Regions from separate parts of the Pan troglodytes genome. Here region 1 is linked to region 2. A link is a contact called in public Hi-C data. All regions are on one chromosome and are shown on one strand. Each heading gives the region's core, a stretch centred on a gene start, on an enhancer-like site or on the middle of the called end of the contact. The rest is flanking DNA. Distances are from core to core; before and after follow the strand shown. Region 1 has its middle 47 kb from the start of CCNE1. Region 2 has its middle 36 kb from the start of CCNE1.

Region 1 (6,840 bases), core at 3,485-5,984, 83 kb before region 2:
TGTTGCCACGTTGCCCCCCGTGAAGGCTGGTTGTAACAATTTATGCTCCCACCAGCAAGAAAATGGATTCACGAAGCCTTGGATGGTAATGGCCAAAATGCAGGGAATTCCCTGGGCAGCTCAGTAGGTAATTGTGCCCCAAGTCTCTCAGAGTGACTGTCCTGTACACAGTAAGGGCTTTCTTGGTGCTTTCTCCCTGTCCCCTTCAGTCCACACTATATAACTGTCTGCATAGAAATACCCTCCCACCCACTCTCTGCCACCAGGGGAAGGATAAGCAGTGATAGCCCTGGTGCTTCTCTAGACTGTGGAACACACACATTCCTCATGCTTCCTCCCCTCCTGCAGCAGTCCCACCTCCATTTCTAGCACCAGAGGACACCCTCTGCAGGGTGAAGTCTCCAGGGTAGAGAAGCTTCCTAGGCAGGGTGTCACTGGACTGGCCAGCTCCCCTCATTCTTCCTGTGGTCAACTGCACCACAGCAACTTTTCCTGGGGAACCACCCCTCTCTCAGTGCTCCTTCCTCCATTTCCCCCTCTGCCTGGCACGTTGCTCAGCTGAGCCAATGCATGTATTCTCCCTGTGGCCACGGTGATTTGTTCAGGAATGGGCACATAACCCAAGTCTATCCAATCAGAGCCTTTCCTGGGACCTTTGTGGGTTTTTTTGTTTTTGTTTTTTGTTTTTTGTTTTGAGATGGAGTTTCACTCTTGTTGCCCAGGCTGGAGTGCAATGGCGCGATCTCAGCTCACTGCAACCTCCGCCTCCCGGGTTCAAGCGATTCTCCTGCCTCAGCCTCCCAAGTAGCTGGGATTACAGGCACCTACCACCATGCCCAGCTAATTTTGTATTTCTAGTAGAGATGGGGTTTCACCATGTTGGCTAGGCTGGTCTCGAACTCCTGATCTCAGATGATCCACACGCCTCGGCCTCCCAAAGTGCTGGGATTACAGGCGTGAGCCACCGCGCCTAGCCACCTTTGTGGTTCAATTGGGAAAAAAAACTGCCCTCTTCCACAGGGATTTCTTGCAAGGACAGCGTAAGCCTGGAGCTGCTGGGGCTACAACTGGAAGAACACTTGCCGGATAACGAAGCCAATATAATGAAAAGCAAAGCCCAGGAAGAGGTGGGGTGTGGTGAGGCATGGTGGGGGGAGAGGAAGAGGGAGAGAGAGATGGTGATGTCACCAGAGCCCCAGGATTCAGCAGTTCCAGAAGCACGCTGACCTCATCAGCAGGATAGCAGGTGTCAGAGGGACCCATCCTTCCAGGCTCAGATCCTCCCTTCATTCTGAAGAGCCGAGGACATATTCAAGGAAACCTAAACATACCTTGCTGCCAGGCGTGGTGGCTCACGCCAGTAATCTCAGTACTTTTGGAGGCCGAGGTGGGCAGATCACGAGGTCAGGAGTTTGAGAGCAGCCTGGCCAATATGGTGAAATCCTATCTCTACTAAAAATACAAAAATTAGCTGGGCATGGTGGCGCACACCTGTAGTCCCAGCTACTCAGGAGACTGAGGCAGGAGAATTGCTTGAACCCGGGAGGAGGAGGTTGCAGTGAGCTGAGATGGCGCCACTGCACTCCAGCCTAGACGACAGAGCAAGACTGTCTCCAAAAACAAAAACAAAACCAAAAAAACTTACTGGTAGGAATATGAGCTATGAGCTATTAGATATTAGATTGGTGCAAAAGTAATTGTGGTTTTGGCTGAAAAGTAAATGCACAAAGATTTTGCACTAATCTAACACAAGTATTATTTACAGTTAAATAATTAAAAGTCATTTTATTTGCACATAAGCTACATGACTATAATGGTGGAGTATGTATTGGTCAGGGCACTTTTGGATACAAGTGATAGAAAACTGATTTCCATTGGCTTAAAGACATAGGGCACTTATTGGTTCACCTGCCCTCCCACAGAAAGATCAGGGTAGGCCCATCTTCAGGAACAGCTGGATGCAGAGATTGGGATGCCATGGGACCATCTCCGGGAATATAGTAAGATCCCGTCTGTATAAAAAAAATTAGCCGGGCACAGTGGTGCTTGCCTATAGTCCCAGCTACTCAGGAGGCTGAGGCAAGAGTATCACTGGAGCCCAGGAGGTTGACGCAGCAGTGAGCCATGACTGTGCCACTGCATTCCAGCCTGGGTGACAGAGCAAGGCCAGCTCAAAAAAGTCTTCCCACCTTTAACTCCAGTTACAAAAATCCTGGAGAAGAATTCTGATTGGTCCAGACTGGGTCACATGTTCACCCCTGTTGTCAAGGCCTGAATCTGTCATCAGAGGCAGGAAGAGTGGTATCACACTGCCTCCAGGGGAACCCAGCAGCCAGTCTCGATTGTGTCTACTTGGGGAGGAAAGAGAAAGAGGAGAGGAAAGGGTGGCCATGGGGGAACTCTATCTCCAGCATAGCAAACCTGGAGTCTAATCAAACAACTGTGGTGGGGTGCAGTTGGTCACACCTGTAATCCCAGCACTTTGGGAGGCCGAGGCAGGCGGATCACTTGAGGCCAGAAGTTGGAGACCAGCCTGGGCAACATGGTGAAACCCCATCTCTACTAAAAATACAAAAATTAGCCAGGCATGGTGGCACGCGCCTGTAATCCCAGCTACTCGGGAGGCTGAGGCAGGAGAATCGCTTGAGCCCAGGACGCAGAGGTTGCAGTGGACCGAGATCGCACCACTGCAATCCAGCCTAGGCAGCAGAGAGAGACCCTGACTCAAAAACAAACAAAACAAAACAAAACAAAAGCAAACAAGCAACTTTGCCTAGGACATGAGATGCCCTGAGTCTCGGAATGTGGTATCGGATGGATGGGTACAGTGACTCACACCTGTAATCCCAGTGCTTTGGGAGACCGAGGCAGGCGGATTGCCTGAGTGCAGGAGTTTGAAACCAGCCTGGGCAAATTGAAACCAGCCTGGGCAATATAGTGAGATTTTGTCTCTGAAAAAAAACGAATTGGGTACCAGAATGGGTATGTTTCCCACCAGGCAGGGGCACCGATAGCACTGTCAGGATGAGGATGGGGACTCGGAGGGAAGCTGGCCTGCCTTGGAATTATGCAGAGTGGAGGCTCACAGTGGCTTTGATGGTGCTTGATTAAATATTTGGCCCATTTAGTTAATTAAATATTTAAATGTTAAATACAGAATCAGATGTTACTTAGTGGACATTACTTCTCAACAGCCATGAGTCATTCAACAGCCCTCTGAATGGGGCCTCTGCAGCCTCAGCCTCCCCTCCCCTACAGGAAGGACTCCAGGAGACACCTGGGGAGTGTAATTAATTAATTACCAATTGAGGTTACACTAGGCTGTGCTGTTTCAGAACACCATGTGTTGGCCGGGCAAGGTGGCTTACCCCTGTAATCCCAGCACTTTGGGAGGCCGATGCAGGCGAATCGCCTGGGGTCAAGAGCTCGAGACCAGCCTGGCCAACATGGTGAAACCCTATCTCTACTAAAAATACAGAAATTAGCCAGGCTTGGTGGCACACATCTGTAATCTGTAATCCTAGCTACTCGGGAGGCTGAAGCAGGAGAATTGCTTGAACCCAGGACGTGGAGATTGCAGTGAGCTGAGATCGCACCACTGCACTCCAGCCTGGGCAACAGAATGAGACTTATCTCAAAAAAAAAAAAAAAGAATGTCACAAGTCACTCAGGGGAGCCTCTCCTGCTGGGTCCCAGGGCCAGTTCACAGGCAGGTGGAAGAGGCAAGAGCCCATTTCCTGGGTAGCAAAATCTACCTCAAACCTACATACGCGCACCTGCCGCCTCCTCTGTCTAAAACAGCCCCATGCCCCACATCTCCCCATTGCAGACTGCTTCCTTGTTTTCAGGCCATGTCCCCTCCCCTCGACCTGCCATCTTCCCAGGGGTGTTGGGGGCTCCCTGGCAGCCACAAGGGAACATGCCACCCCTGTGTGGGGAAGGGCTCCCTGCAAATGGCCAAAGTGTGGTGACCTTCAGCTCCTTTTTGTTTAGTGCTCCGGGACCCTGGGAGGCTCCCTTCCCCACCAAAGCCCCGGGAGCTCGGGAGGGTGGGGTTCCTGGACAGCTTCTCCTGAGGACTGCAAGGTAGGTCGGCTGCCTGCCGAGCCTCGGGCCCGAGGACTTGCAGCTCTTTCCTGGCCAGCGCGGTAGGAGGCCCAGGTGTGTGAGTGACAGCGGGTGAGGGGCGATGAGAGGCTAGGCAGTTTGCAGCCATGGCGATCCTTCCGGAGGCCAACTCTGATGGGTTAGAATGGGCTGAGGGCTCCTTACTGCCCTCAAGATAATGTCTAGACTCAGGCTGCCCTGGTCCTGCTGCTCCCACAGTGCCAAGCATTACCTGGCCTCCCTAGTCCCTCTCCCAAGCCCAACAGTCTGCATTCTAGCCACATCAGCCTCCTGCCAGTTCCTGAAAGCACAGGGTCTGGATTCTCTGGATTTGGGCATATTCCGTTCCCTCTGCCTGAAATCCTTTATTGTCCTGCAGGTCTCACTTAAGATGTCAGCTCCTCCAGGAAGCCCACCTTCCTTTAGCATGGAGCCAAGGATGGGAAGGGGTAGGCAGGCAGTCCCAGGCAGGGGCAGCTGGATGGCCACTAGGCTGCCTCATCCAGCTTCTCAGAATGGCCCAGGGCCTGGAAGCCAGGAGCTGTCTCCAGCCACCTGGGACTCTGTGGTATGTGGACTGGGGGGACGGGCACCCCGGGGGTGGAGGAAGGAGGGTGGCCAGGTGGAAGGCTCAGAACTGCCACCTGCTGGCCACTGAGAGGCGTGGCCTGGAGAGCTCTGGAAGCCGCCGACCTGAGGGATCTCCCAGCCTCTCCCCATTCCCACCTGGACTTCCGGCCGCGCATGGGAAAGGGAAGCCTGGCCACTCCAAAGTTGCCGAAATATTCTTTGACGAGTCAGAAAAAAAATGCCAAAACAAGGTTACAAAAACCATAGCTGGCTGGGCGCGGTAGCTCACACCTGTAATTCCGGCACTTTGGGAGGTCGAGGCAGGAGAATCACTTGAGCACTGGAGATCAAAACCATCGTGAGCAACATAGAGAGATCCCTATCTCTACAAATAATTTAAAAATTAGCCAGGGCCGGGCACAGTGGCTCAGGCCGGAACAGTGGTTCACACCTGTAATTCCAGCACTTTGGGAGGCCGAGGCAGGCAGATCACTTGAGGCCAGGAGTTTGACACCAGCCTGGCCAACATGGTGAAACCCTGTCTCTACTAAAAATACAAAAATTAGCTGGGTGTGGTGCATGCCTGTAATCCCAGCTACTCGGGAGACTGAGGCACGATAATTGCTTGAACCAGGGAGTCGTAGGTTGCAGTGAGCCGAGATCATGCCACTGCACTCTAGCCTGGGCAACAGAGCAACACTCTGTCTCAAAAAAAAAAAAAAAAAAAAAATCAGCCTGGCATTGTGGTGCACACCTGTGGTCATGACCACTCAGGAGGCAGAGGTGGGAGGATTGCTTGGGCTCAGGAGGTTGAGGCTGCAGTGAGCTATGATTGCACCACTGCACTCTAACCTGGGTGACAAAGCAAGACCCTGTGTCAAACACAAAAACAAAATACAAAAGAAAACAAAAATAACCGTAGCCTATTTAAAACGAGCAATTTAACGCTTTTTACACCAAATTATATACAACATAATGCAATTACATTTTTTACAAGATAACTGGAGTTTTTAACCTATAAAAATACTTGGTCGTGGAGCACCACAGGTGCTCTGGGAAGGAGTCACACCACTAAAGTTGTTAAGTAAGCTTAACAACTTAACAAGGGCATGGTGGCTCATGCCTGTAATCTCAGCACTTTGGGAGGCCAAGGCGGGTGGATCACTTGAGGTCAGGAGTTCGGAACCAGCCTGGCCAACATAGTGAAACCCCGTCTCTACTAAAAATACAAAAAATTAGCTGGGCGTGGTGGCGGGCGCCTGTAATACAAGCTATTCAGGAGGCTGAGGCAGGAATCACTTGAACCTGGGAGGCAGAGGTTGCAGTGAGCCAAGATTGAGCCATTGCACTCCAGCCTGGGCGACAAGAGCAAAACTCCATCTCAAAGAAAAGTAAATAGATAAATAAATAAATAATAAAGTTGTTGAATGGATGTGAGCCTCTCTCCCTCCCCTCTCTGACTCTGTGTAACCTCATTTGGAGAGGATAGTTCCTCTGGGACCCTGAGGCCTGGATCAAGTGGCCCACATGCTCCTTGTATGGATAAGGAAACTGAGGCCTGGAGCAGGAAAGAGGCTAGCCCAAATGGGCCCTTGCAAACCAGGCTGTCCCCTCTCCCTGCAGTTCCTTCCCTCCAGGCTCTGAGGAGCTCTGCACCCTTCTCTGAGCCACCAGCTCTGGCAGGAGCCTGGCCTCCCAGGCTTCAGGGACCGGCCACGGGCCCCCCTCCCTGAGCCGCCCCTTCATCCAGCATCCTCTGCCTGACTTCCCTGCCCTTTATAAATATGCATTGGGCCAGAGAGATAGGGGGCCTCTTTTTGAGGAAAAATTAACCACAATGACAAACTTAGATATTCATGCAAACCATCAGCCTGTTACACTGATTATGCAGAATGCAAACTGTGAGTATCTGAGTGACTGAGCGGGCTCATTAAAGGCGCCGTCGGGCAGCAGGGGTGCTCCCGGCCTAGCCCACCTTCCCACCGCCTTTGTACTCTCTGCTCAGCCCCGGTGCAGGCCACCGGGCTACTTCCCTCACACAGCACCCGTTTCTGACGCAGGGACCCCTCCACGCTCTATTTTAAAGGATTAATTAACCTTGTAAGATTGGCGGGGAGAGCTCCACCTGGCTATCTGCTGCATGAAAGCATCCGCTCACTAGAG
Region 2 (6,902 bases), core at 2,914-5,413:
GCTCTTTTTTTTTTTTTTCTTTTTCTTTTTAGATGGAGTCTCACTCTGTCGCCCAGGCTCAGCTCACTGCAACCTCCACCTCCTAAATTCAAGTGATTCTCCTGCCTTAGCTTCCTGAGTAGGTGGAATTACAGGCCTGAGCCACCATGCCTGGCTAATTTTCTGTATGTTTAGTAGAGAAGGGATTTCACCATGTTGGCCAGGGTGGTCTGGAACTCCTGACCTCAGGCTATACGCCTGCCTCAGCCTCCCAAAGTGCTGGGATTACAGGCGTGAGCCACTGCACCCGGCCATAGCAGACTCTTTAAGACAGGGGAAGCTGGAACTTATTCTGGTATGAGACCCATGTTCCTCAAGACCCATTCAGAGACAAACAAGAGAAACATGAATCAACCAGCTCAAGTGCAACCGAAATAACATTAGGCAGTGATTGGTTCTTGCTATCAGCAAGTCCAGGGACTTCAGGCCTGGCTGGATCCAGGGGCTTAAATAGTATTGACAGGTCCTTTCTTGGTCTCTGTTCTCCTCTGCTGTGGCTTCCTTCTCTGGCAGGTGGTCCCTGAGTGGTGGTAGAGATGCCATCAGCCACTGCAGACTTAACCTCCTGCCAGCTAAGGAGAGTCCTTTGCTCAAATGGGATCCTCTGTGGAAGTTGAGGAGGTAAAGCAGGCCCAGGGGAGCTGCTTTGGCTGGGACTGGGGGAAGCCCCTCTGCTCACTGGCTTCTCCTCCTTGGACTCACCAGTTGGCCCCTGAAAAAAGCAGTGGAAACCTGGAGCTCACCCCTATGGTCCCTGTTTCCCCCACTGCAGCATTCCAGCTGCCTGTTCTAGCACCCACAGTGACCCCGCAGAGCTTTCTCAGCTGTGATGAGGGCCTGGGCCAGGGCAGACCCACTGCACTTGCGGCATCCAGGGAGGCCCTGCCTGGAGTGGTCCTAGAAGCAAGACACACTCCTGCCTCACCCGGGACCAGGATTCCTCCAAGGCCCACACACCCCCATAGCAGAGGGGTTCACTTCATGCACCTCCCGATAAAGCACACACCCAGAGCTTCCATCCCACTTCCACTCTTAGATCCAAGAAACCACAGTGCTCTCTCAAGCAAGACCAGCTTACTCCTCAAGTATGGAGGCTCTGGGGACAGATGGCTGGAGTTGCTAGCTGTGTGACACTGGACACATTTCTTAACCTCTCTGTGCCTCAATATCCTTGGCTGTGCAGTGGGAGACATAATACCAGGGCTCTTGTGGGGACTAACTAAGGAACGTGGAGGGCATCTAGCGTGTAGCAGATGCTCCTGACATGTTAACGACGATCATCCTGGGCACAGCTGATCCTGAAGTCATGCCAGTCTGGGTTTTGGTTGCAGGTGACAGGAACTAACTCCAGCCATCTCAAACAAAAAGGGCTTCCCATTGGAAAGAGCCCAGAGGAATCTTCCCAGGAATTCCCAGGGCCTGTGGTCAGCCCTCATCTCAACAAGGGGCTCACACTAAAATATGTTCCGGCTTTCCCTTTGCAAGAGCTGGACTGGCGCGGGCTTGGGCTTGATCAGGCAAGGGCTGGCTGAGCTGCAGAGTGAGGACCTCTGAGATCTGTCCTGGAGCTGACTGAGGCAACTGGGGGGTGGGGGTTTGGGGCTGCCCCTGATGCTTCTGAGACAGGGACACCTTGCAGCCAAGGGGTACTCAGCCTCTCTGTTCTCTGTTTTGCCTCCAGGAGGGAGTGGCTGGAGCCGTGCTCTGGGTCACAGGGACATTAGTGGTGCCCTCGCTGTAGGTGCCCGAGGTGCTGAGTCCAGGGCCTTCCAGTGCCAGCTTCAAGCGATGGCCCTGCCACATGCCTCTGTGTGAGCTCACACAGGTCACTTTCCTCTCTGAGCCTCAAGAGTTATGATAAACCAGAGAAACCCAACCCCCCAGGAGAGGTTCCTTTCCTCCTGGCATCTCTGGCTTAAGACCTGCAGCCCTGGAAGCAGGCATCAGATTGGCTGGGCCCTGCTCTTACCCCCGCCATGTGGTAGACCAAGCAGTGGCAGAGTCAGGTTGGAGGCCACCCTGGTCTTTGTCGTGTGAAAGGGCAGTGAGAGGGAGTCAAGGGGGATCGCCCTCCTGCCAAGACTCTACCCATCAGGAAATTCCCCAAAAAGGATGCTTCTCAGGATGGAGGCAGGGGCTGGAGACCCAATATCACACATGTGCAATCTAGGCTGTTTGATTTTAAAGTCCTTTTTAAAAATTTTCTTTTGAGACAGAGTCTCACTCTGTCACCCACGCTGGAGGGCAGTGGTGCATTTCAAGGCTCACTGCAGCCTCCACCTCTGAGGTTCTAGTGATTCTCTTGTCTCAGCCTCTCGAGTAGCTGGGATTACAGGTGCACACCACCACATCCGGATAAATTTCGTATTTTTACTAGAGACAGGGTTTCACCTTTTTGGCCAGGCTAGTCTCGAACTTCTGACCTCAGGTGATCCACGCACCTCAGTCTCCCAAAGTGCTGAGATTACAGGCATGACCCACCGCGCCCAGCCTAAAAGTCACTTTTTCATCACTTTTTCATCCACTGATGTCACCACTGATGTCAGCTTAGGCTGACATCAATGTGGTGAGGTGCAGAGGGTATGGGCCAGGGGCTTTAAGGCTTGGGTCTTCAGGGGGTGGCCAGGGGTTCTTGCTTTGGCCCTTCCCAAGATTTCCATCTGTGAAATGTGTCTGTTCGGCCCAGCCTTCAGGGCAGTAGGATGGTCTGAAATTCTAGTGTTCATCAGGGTTTACGCTGTCTATCCTGTTTGTTTATTTTTGAGACGGAGTCACTCTGTCGCTCAGGCTGGAGTGAAGTGGCACGATCTCGGCTCACTGCAACCTCCGCCTCCTGCGTTCAAGTGATTCTCCTGCCTCAGCCTCCCAAGCAGGTGAGATTACAGGCGCCCACCACCATACCCGGCTAATTTTTGTATTTTTACTAGAGGCAGGATTTCACCATTTTGGCCAGGCTGGTCTTGAACTCCTGACCTCAGGTGATCCGCCTGCCTCGGCCTCCCAAAGTGCTGGGATTATAGGCGTGAGCCACCACACCCAGCCTATTTATTTATTTGTTTAGAGACAGGGTCTCACTCTATGGCTCAGGCTAGAGTACAGTTGCACGATCATACCTCACTGCAGCCTCAGACTTCTGGGCTCAAGCGATGCTCCACCTCGGCCTCACAACGTGCTAGGATTACAGGAGTGAGCCACCGTGCCCAGCCATACCTGGTGTTCTGGCCATGTCCCTACCCCCAACACTGAGCTTCAGGTTCCTTGGCCCTGGACAGAGGCCCAGTGAATAAGAGAGGGACAAGGCCAGCAGCAGGCCTGCCACCAAGGAGCCGGACAGTGCCCACCTTTCTCCTGGAACGTTAGACCCGGGGGAGATGGTGCTGAGGCTGGTTTCTTCCCCAAACTGCCTTCTCCTTTCCATCTGCAAAATGGGAATAAGACACCTGTCATCAGCCATTGTGATGCCACCGGGATCTCACGGCATGGCTCTGAGAGTCATTGAAAAGGGCACCAAGCTCAGCAAAGGTGTTATTACTATTATTATTGACCATAAAATACTTGACAAATGATTGCAGAGTCTGCCAGAGAGGAGTCTGCCTGTCTGGGGGAGATTTTAGGGCTGCTTTAAGAGTCTTTTGGAAGCACAAACCCCAGCAGAGGGAGCCGGCTCCATGGAAGCCTTCAGGAGCAGAGAGGCCCGGGGCTGGGAAGTCTTTGATTACCTTACATCTGTTTTTATGGAAACTTCTGGGAGCAGCCAAGGGGAAACGGAACTGTAAACAGCACAGCCGGCGTGGCCTCCCTACCAGATTGTTAATGGGGAATCGCCCGCGTGGCTCCCCTTGCTGGCGAGGGTTTGGCCCCTGGTCTGCAGCAGGAGTGATTAAACGATATGAGCACACAGAGAGCAAACCCAGCCACAGAAGACGAATCAGGGTTTTATGCCCCTCGGTTCTGCGCAGTAAAAGAAAATACCCCTGTTAAGTGCGAATTAATTGGCTCCTGTAATTGGCGCGTGGCGCTGCCTCTGGCCTCTTTGTGGGCTAGGGATGAGGGGATCGGAGGCCTGTCCATTGGGCTGCAGAGTCCCCACAGGCTGCAGGGCCTGGGAGCAGGGCCTCAGCTGCTGATGAATTGCTTCCTGTTGCTCTGGGAGGTGCCTGCTTGGAGGAGTGCTCGCTCCTGAGCGTGCAGCAGGCTTGCAGAGCTGGCTGCTGGCTCTCAACCTCTCACCTGTCAGCTGGGGGCAGTCACCCTTGTTCCATTTGTGTCTTGTTGCTGCTGGAGGCTGGATCCCAGTGAAGCACTGTGGGGTGTACACACACACACACACACACACACACACACACACACACACACACACAATTCAGCCCAGAGAGGAGGCGCCATGTCTTCCCAGTCCAGTGTTGATATCCTGGTCAGGCCACTACACACAGTTGTGCATGTTGTGCACTGCACAAGAGCATCTGGCCATAACCCATTCTGTGCTCCATTTACCATGCTGTGTACCTTTTGGGGACTGTAGCAGGCCAGAAGGGCACCTTTTCCTGAGGACACCTTGCCAGCTGGCAGGGACATGGTTCTGGTGTTCTGAACCCCAGAGCACACTCCCCACACAGCAGCCACACTCTGTTACACCCCCTACCCAAAAGCACCGCAGGGCCTGTGTCTGCACCATTCCTTCTCGCTATGGTGCTCCTCTCTCTCTGTGCACGCAGGTGGTGCCCATTCTTCAAAGCCCATGCAAATGCCACCTCCCCAAGCCCTTCCTCTTGAGGCTGCAGTGAACTCCTAAGCTCGGCCTGGGACCCCCACCGTCCTTCTGGAAACAGCACCCCCCACACATATGGATGCCTGGGGAAGCCGCCCCTCCCTCACTTCAGCCACATGGGTCAGGCAGAGGCCATGATCATTTAAACTGTCTCACCCTGCCCCTGAGACAGTCACTTGGTCCCAGAGGGCACCCGATGGAACAAGAGACTTGACTTTTTTTTTTTTGTGAGAAATAAGGGTATGAATGCCTCGGGGGACCTTGCTTCCTTCCTATTCCAGGAGGCCAGCCTTGGACAATTGAGGACTTGCAAAGGTGAGGCAGTCCTAGTCCCTCAGGCTGGTCCCTTCTGCAAGACCCTGTCATTAGACACATACCTGAGTTAAGCATCACCGTCTCAGTGAGCGGGGCTTATCTGAGGACAGGGACTGCCTGAGGGTCCAGAGAGAGGATGCGTCAGAAGATGTGAAAGAGGGTGACCATAGAATCCCAGCGCCCCCTCCAACCCAGGCAGCCCAGGGCAACCCCCAGCTTTCCCTCCTGCCCCGTGGATGTGCACAGCACGGCACCCATTGGAAACAGCACACCCCTGCAAGGGCCGGGCTGGAGCCGGGCCTGTGGGGCAGGGGCTGTCTGGGCTGCAGGCCCTCAAGCTGTCTGAGCTCTCTGGCGCTACAGGGGGTGCTTCTGAGGCTTCTGACGCTTCTCAGAGCCACAGGAAGATGGGATGATATCCACCCTCTCCCTGATCTGCATGTGGGGCTGCCCTGTGACACCCATCCGCCCCATGGGAGCTGAATGGAATGCACTGTTGGAAATTACAGGCTGTGTGATACTTGAAAAATGTCCAGTAGTAGGCCGGGTGCGGTGGCTCACGCCTGCAATCCCAGCACTTTGGGAGGCCGAGACGGGTGGATCACGAGGTCAGGAGATCGAGACCATCCTGGCTAACATGGTGAAACCCCATCTCTATTAAAAATACAAAAAAAAAAATGAGCCGGCTGTGGTGGTGGGCGCCTGTAGTCCCAGCTACTCGGGAGGCTGAGGCAGGAGAATGGCGTGAACCTGGGAGGCGGAGCTTGCAGTGAGCCGAGATCGCTCCACTGCACTCTAGCCTGGGCGACAGAGCGAGACTCCAACTCAAAAAAAAAAAAAAAAGAAAAGAAGAAAAAAAGAAAAATGTCCAGTAGTATCTACAATGTAGCAGATGTCTCCACGGGCTTCTCCATGCAGTCTGGGCAGCATTGCAAGAGGTCCTCAGCCTCTCTGTTCACCGATCCATTTCCGGGAGGGAGTGGCTGGAGCCGTGCTCTGGGTCACATGGACCTTGGGGATGCCCTCACTGTAGGTGCCCGAGGTGCTGAGCCCAGGGCCCTCCAGTGCCAGGTTCAAGCGATGGTCCTGCCACATGCCTCTGCATGAGCTCATGCAGGTCACTTTCCTCTCTGAGCCCCGAGGTCCCCATGACAATGGTGCAAAAGAGCTAATGTGGGAGAGTGCCAGCCCCCAGCACATACCTGTCCCTCCTTCAGGTGTGTGAAGCCATTCTCGCAGCTTTCAGGCCATTCATGGCCAGACAAGCCCTCTTCCAACAAAGTGCCCCGAGTGCAGGGAAGTGGAGGCCCGAGTAACTGGGCAGGTGGCCCCTCCTGGGTGAAGTCAGCTGCCCTGACGCCGGGCACCCACCCCTTTTCTCAGAGCCACAGGAAGATGGGGGTGATATCCACCCTCTCCCTGATCTGCGTGTGGAGCTGCCCTGTGACACTCATCCGTCCCATGGGAGCTGAATGGAGTGCACTGTTGGAAATTGTAGGCTGTGTGATACTTGAAAAGTATCCAATAGTATCTACAATGTAGCAGATGTCTCCATGGCCTCACACAGGAGTAGTGCAGCAGGAGTGCAAGGTGTGCTTAGCAAGGCTGCCTGGGCGCGGTGGCTCGTGCCTGTTATGCCAGCACTTTGAGAGGCCAAGGTAGGAGGATCACTTGAGCCCAGGAGTTTGAGACCAGTCTGAGCAGCATAGCAAGATCCTATCTCTTAAAAAATGTAATAATAATAAACAGTAGGCTCGGCACAGTGGCTCACTCCTGTAAT

The links. Hi-C and Micro-C count contacts between places; a contact is called where the count stands out from the background.
Region 1: a Hi-C map of induced pluripotent stem cells shows a contact between it and region 2, with 1.9 times the contacts expected there. The contact joins two enhancer-like sites. A contact is called at or near these places in 2 of 7 Hi-C or Micro-C datasets (both in induced pluripotent stem cells).

Annotation. Positions count from the first base shown.
Region 1 is chr20:32,954,720-32,961,559 of NHGRI_mPanTro3-v2.0_pri, reverse strand. No RefSeq gene overlaps it. Among named protein-coding and RNA genes, the nearest start is that of CCNE1, 47 kb to the right of the region's middle. Within about 2 kb of position 4,734, at least 1 of the 24 cell types and tissues checked has an H3K27ac peak or open chromatin away from gene starts, as enhancers often do. A contact at or near this core is called in induced pluripotent stem cells, where this site is marked.
Region 2 is chr20:32,871,217-32,878,118 of NHGRI_mPanTro3-v2.0_pri, reverse strand. No RefSeq gene overlaps it. Among named protein-coding and RNA genes, the nearest start is that of CCNE1, 36 kb to the left of the region's middle. Within about 2 kb of position 4,163, at least 1 of the 24 cell types and tissues checked has an H3K27ac peak or open chromatin away from gene starts, as enhancers often do. A contact at or near this core is called in induced pluripotent stem cells, where this site is marked.